2 separate regions of the Sus scrofa genome follow, and region 2 is linked to region 1. Evidence: chromatin contacts called from public Hi-C data. All regions are on one chromosome and are shown on one strand. The core of a region is the stretch at or near the end of the contact, and the rest is flanking DNA. Distances in the headings are between cores, read along the strand shown. Region 1 overlaps ETS1 (ETS proto-oncogene 1, transcription factor). Region 2 overlaps ETS1 (ETS proto-oncogene 1, transcription factor).

What was found. A called contact is a pair of places that touch in the nucleus more often than the background predicts.
Region 2: a contact with region 1 is called in a Hi-C map of blood, with 2.1 times the contacts expected there. The contact joins two enhancer-like sites. A contact is called at or near these places in 7 of 47 Hi-C or Micro-C datasets (adipocytes, alveolar macrophages, blood and 1 more) and 1 of 2 datasets of contacts at active chromatin or transcription factors (skeletal muscle).

Annotation. Positions count from the first base shown.
Region 1 is chr9:55,401,491-55,404,190 of Sscrofa11.1, forward strand. The region is part of intron 7 of ETS1 (ETS proto-oncogene 1, transcription factor); the gene reads right to left. Among named protein-coding and RNA genes, the nearest start is that of ETS1, 110 kb to the right of the region's middle. Within about 2 kb of position 1,376, at least 19 of the 83 cell types and tissues checked have an H3K27ac peak or open chromatin away from gene starts, as enhancers often do.
Region 2 is chr9:55,434,588-55,437,287 of Sscrofa11.1, forward strand. The region is part of intron 3 of ETS1 (ETS proto-oncogene 1, transcription factor); the gene reads right to left. Among named protein-coding and RNA genes, the nearest start is that of ETS1, 76 kb to the right of the region's middle. Within about 2 kb of position 1,319, at least 8 of the 83 cell types and tissues checked have an H3K27ac peak or open chromatin away from gene starts, as enhancers often do.

The DNA.
Region 1 (2,700 bases), core at 126-2,625:
ATGAGATGCTTTTTCCAAGAGATTAAAAAAGAAAACACTATCACTCTTCTAAATAGAAATCCATATTCTTTGTTCCCTCCAAGTACAGTTTTGTACTTGAAATTGGTACTTTATTGGGGAAATGTGGGCAATAGAAAACAAAGATGTTGATTAAAGAGTTAAGGTCCCTCGCAATGTCAGAAACCCTTTACTCTATGAGTTGCTTAAGGCATTCTTAACTGACCACAAGATCATGCAAGTTCATTAATTTCCCAAAACAGGTTATAAACAGCTGCTATGATTGCATCATAGCTCCTAGAGAAATTTCCATTGGCAAAAATGCCATGAAAAAAAGAGGCTAAAAAGGGGGTGGGGGGCGAAAATAAATGCATCCAACTGCTGAAAAGGCTCACAGGAATATTTTTTATGTTTTTATTTCCAGATACTTTCCAGGCAACCTAAATTAAATCATAGGAGATGAAATGGCCACTTCAGTTCAGCAACGTCAAGAGGCCAAAGGATGTGACAAATGTGTGTATGCAGAAATACCTGTGAGTCAGGCCTGGCCAGTCTATTACGTACGAAGTTGAAATCCCACAATCAGGTTGGTATACACAAAGCATGACTGGTGTGCTTCGGCTATATTCTCCCCTTGATAGCAGAGGGGATTTACAATGAAATTCAAATATTTAATTCTGGTGTCCAAACTGAAACTGGAAGGAAGAAATGTTGCTTCCCAAATGTTTCTTTTTTAAGTCCCAGATAAAAGATGTTCAGTTAGATAGGTCATTTTTGCATCATCTACTACTGTAGATTTCCCGAACCTCTTATCCAATCCTGCTTGGAACAGACACAGGTATTTATCGGCCTCATCTCATTTTCTAATCATTCATTCAAAGAAGGGTAAGCCCCACAAGGCAAACCGAACAGCTTCGTTCAGTTTTCGGTCCTGCCTACCCAGTCCACTGTCACATTTGCAACTTTTATTATCATGACAAATGAAGGGATGGTCCCTTCCAGAAATTCGCATTAACAGACTCAAGCAAACAACCAAGAGTGCAACAGCCTCTTTTCAACAGAGCAGGAAATTTTGTGGCCTCTCATAATGAGGCGTTTGCTCAGCCCAGCTCCCCATCTGTAATGGTCCTTCCACGTCTCTGTGACAGACACATACTGAAAAACCTAAGAAAGATACCGCATATTCTCCTAAAGAAAAGCCCACCACCGACGTTTAGGATGTATTTACACTCAAGTGTCTCTGAGATGATTCTCTCAGTCATTTTTATATGGGGAGGGCACGGAGACTGGAATTTCCACACGCAAGACAGTTGCGAGTCTAAGGAGTCCCAAAGAGCAAGGGCACGAAACGAGGCCACAACCACTCTCTGGCAGCCTCTCAAACATGAGCCAAATGTTACTCTGTTGAGAGTTGCGGTTTAGAGCAGGAGGCTGCTTTCATTTTAGCTCTCTTTCACAATCCTGGAGCTGGAACCTTCATTTACGGGTATTTTCTCCCCAGATGGGTTGACTCCAACTGGATTAAACACTCGGTTATGCTACTGTGCTCACGCAGGGAAGCTCAGGTCCCCCAAGACATCCATCGCCAGCTTTTCTGAGAACCTTCTCGGCGAGGTCCTTCCAAAGCTATCTGACTCCACCAAACAGACCGCAGGAAGCTCCCAACAATAATAGAGTAAATGCACCACCCACCCACTCCCCCCCCCCCCCGGCCCCCCACCGAACAGACCAGCACAAAGAAGACAGTTCTCCAAATCCAAAGGAGTGGAACATAGAAGCACTTTGTATACCCTCATGCGGTATATGAACACTAGGATTATTGTGGATAATCGGTGAACAGTGATGCTTTCAGTCTGGACCCATCCTGCCGCCAGATCCAATCCGCTCCCAGAATGTGTCCCGCTCGCGGCACGTCTAACGTGCAAAAAGCAGCCGCAAACAAAACAGGCTGTCACTCAAGTCGATGTGGTGTGAAGTAGGGAGAATGAGGCCAGAGAGAAATCCTTCCTCTCCCTGGCTACAGGTTATGGGTCATCATCTGTATCCCTGGATACAGGTCACTGTCTGGCTCATCATCCACTGGAGCGGGGTGGGGGGGCAGTCACAGGGGATCACGGGGGATCACGGGGACGGTGGGGTTCAAAACCAAAAACCAAGAGAAGAAGAGGGAGAAGGGACGATTACACAAAAGGCGAAGCCAGACGCAACGAGCCACAATGGGACAGCGGATCTACCCCGAAGGACAACACGGCTGGGCCCCAACACACACTCAGCCTCAGCACATGCGCGCAGAGAGCCCCCTGAGAAAGAAAGTCGTTCTGTCGCTGTGACTCGCCTGAGAAAAAAGGTACACATGCATGTGTAGGTATTTAAATAGATCTGTATCCAAAAATAAGAATCAGAAAGGGGAAGGCCAAGCTGGTCCCACCCAGCCCCTTCTGTCTGAAACACAAACACCCGGGGGGCCGAGAAGGGAAGATTAGAGGTTCCGATTTTGCTGGGGACTTTCCCTCTGCAGGCCTGCTGGTCATCTCCAGGCCTGCTGGGGGTGCGGGGGAGTGGGAGACTGAACCCTCAAAGGAGAGGACAACTTGTACGGCCCAGGAGGCCTCTGGGCCCCGGAAGAGGGGACAGGGTCACTGGTGAGCAGAAATCACCAGGAGGCTGGCCAGGCCCACTGTGGTGGCCCAAGTCCACTGGATC
Region 2 (2,700 bases), core at 69-2,568, 33 kb after region 1:
AGCACAGAAAGCTGGGCAGATTTTTCAGATCCCGTATCATTAGTGATCTCTGCAACCTACTCATAGCTCAATAATTAGCCAACTGTATACAGGGGGCCCACTAACTGCATAGAAAACATGCAGGGACATCTACCTCTAGCAAAGAAGGATGCTTTGTTAACATTTCTATCTCTGGCTAATGGACAGTAGTCACAGTCGTTGTAATAATAGTACTAGTGCTGATAATAATAGCAATGCACCAGGTACTCATCAAATCAAGGAAATACTTGGCATGTATGTGGCTGAATGGACATGTCCAGCGGTTTCGAGAATTCCAGCTTCCTGTTCTGACTCTGACACTTACTTACCAAGTAAAACCTTGGGAAAGATACTTAGCATCACAGCTGGGCATCCGTTGCCCCACTTGTAACATGTCTGTCACTCAAAGGATTACCTTGAAATGTGGGCAAGTCTCATGTCAAACTGCAAAACGCTACCAGATTACAACCAAGTCAACAATGAGCTGACAAACAATATGCACAAACCTGAGTCTTTCCCCAGGTCCAACCAACATTCAGATATTTCTGAGAAGGATGAAGCAGACACGAGCTTGGGCGTTAGCTACACCTGGGCTTGAATCTGAATGCCACTCGCCGGCTGTGTGACCTTAGCCACGTCACTTAATCTCTCTGTTTCTTCATCTGAGAGATGGGAATAATACTTAGCTTTCAGGACTGGGGTAAAAGAATGAGATGCTTGGCCCATTAATAAGCCAGCACCCAATAACTAACAGAAAAGACAAAAACTCAAAAGGTAAAAAGACCTGAAGAGAGAGAGATGCCTGCATCAGTATAAGCAGATCAGCTCTGCCTTCTCATCAGTGGCAGTTTTTCTTGTCTTTCCCCAAACTGACCTTAGGTCCCCACTTCTCAAAGAAAAGGGCAACTGTGTCAGACCCTTTCTCAAAAGGTAGCAATAACATCGAGCGTATGTATGATTATCAGATAATCGCTGGGTGCAATCGACACGCCTCCACAGCTCTAAGTGCAGCCTTTGAAAGGCGCTTGCCACACCCCAGCACACACTTGCAGCTTCCTGGCCTCGGGGTGGGGGAGACACCAGAGCAGGTGGGATCTCGCCTGTCACCCACCCCACCCCACCCAACCCCCAAGCTACAGGAGGGCCAGATGCCATTCCCTGCATGCCCAGTAGCCAGGGGCCAGGCCCGTCTCTCACTGGGGTGGCTTTGAGCAGAAATGCACTCCTGCTGCTGGAGGGGCCTGCTGGTGGCCAGAGCAGCACCCTGAGAAGGGGCAGCTCAGATGAAATGACCAGCTCAGGCCACACGTTCGGCCCTGAGGATGCAGCTGGGGCTCCTGGCTGCTTCACCTACCGGATCCCCAGCCTGTCTCCTTCCTGCAGAGCAGACCCACTACGGGAGCTGCTTTCCGCTGCCACGGTAGCAAAGGCTTATGGAAAAAGGAAGCTGTTTCATGGAGGACGACCAAGAGGAAGGTCTGACTCCTGGTCCAGCGTTGCCCCAGAGACAATATGTTTCTCCAACTGTAAGCAAAGGCCTGTAACAATTCCTAAGGCTTTCTCCATGAAAGGTAACACTCACACACGTTTCCAAAGTCCTCCCAATGACAGAGCTGATGAACACAATTTGGGGATCTGGAGAAAAGCATCCCCATTTTGCCTGCCTCTTGAATGACATTCTATCTGCTCTCTCCAAGCTTTCATTATTTTAAACGTTACCCAGAGTCCTAAAATAACACTGTTAAGAGAAACAGTGATTTTCTAGGTCATCTTCTCCAGTGCATTGATTGGACTGATGAAGGACATAAGATCCAGGAAAAAAAAAAAAAAAAAATGATGACTTGTTCAAGGTCCCAGAGACAAACAGGTGCAAAGCCATGGCTAGAATCCAGGCCTCCTGGGTCTCCAGGCAGTCAGAGTCCCCCAGAGTGGACCTTCAACTTCTTTTGAACACGAAATGTATGTCTACACTGCTACTAGGTCTTCTCTTAGCATTCTATGAATCCCCACTGCATCCCGTGCCTTTAATTGGTATTGCAATGATACAAGACAACCAACACATCATGTATAGAATTAACGTAAACCGGAGGCAAGAAATCTCAAACAAGAAAAAGAAAAATAAGGACAAGAAGGATAGACGTCAACACATGGAAACTCTTCCCCTGAAAATGCCCCGGGGGGCATTTTCTGAAGGCTATGTTAAAATCAGACTCGACCATGGACTCTCGTGAATGGTACGGAATGAGAGGACTTATTCCGGCACCAAACTCTAATTGCACAAAAACATCATTACTTGAGAGTCCACATAGGACCTGGCACCTAGGAGTTCCTAAAAACATACTTTAAGAACCATGTATCTACACACCCTCACCAGGTCTAGGAGCTCCCTGACCTGACCTAGATTGTTTATTTTCCATTTGTACCTTGAAAATATGTACCTGATTGATTCTGTCATCTTCTCTGAGGTTTAACGCTTATTCTGATAAACTGATAGAGAGGTTTTAACAACTAACAGTATGAGTGGGAGGTAAAGTCAAGCTCCCAAAAAGGGGGTGGGGGCAGCTCTCATAAGCCTTTCCTATCACACGGCTCGGTCCCTAAAATCTCCCTACGTTCAAAGGCAAAAACGCATCCTGAGATTCAAAAGGCTCTCACACAGGTCCAGGCCTCACCCTGCCGGCT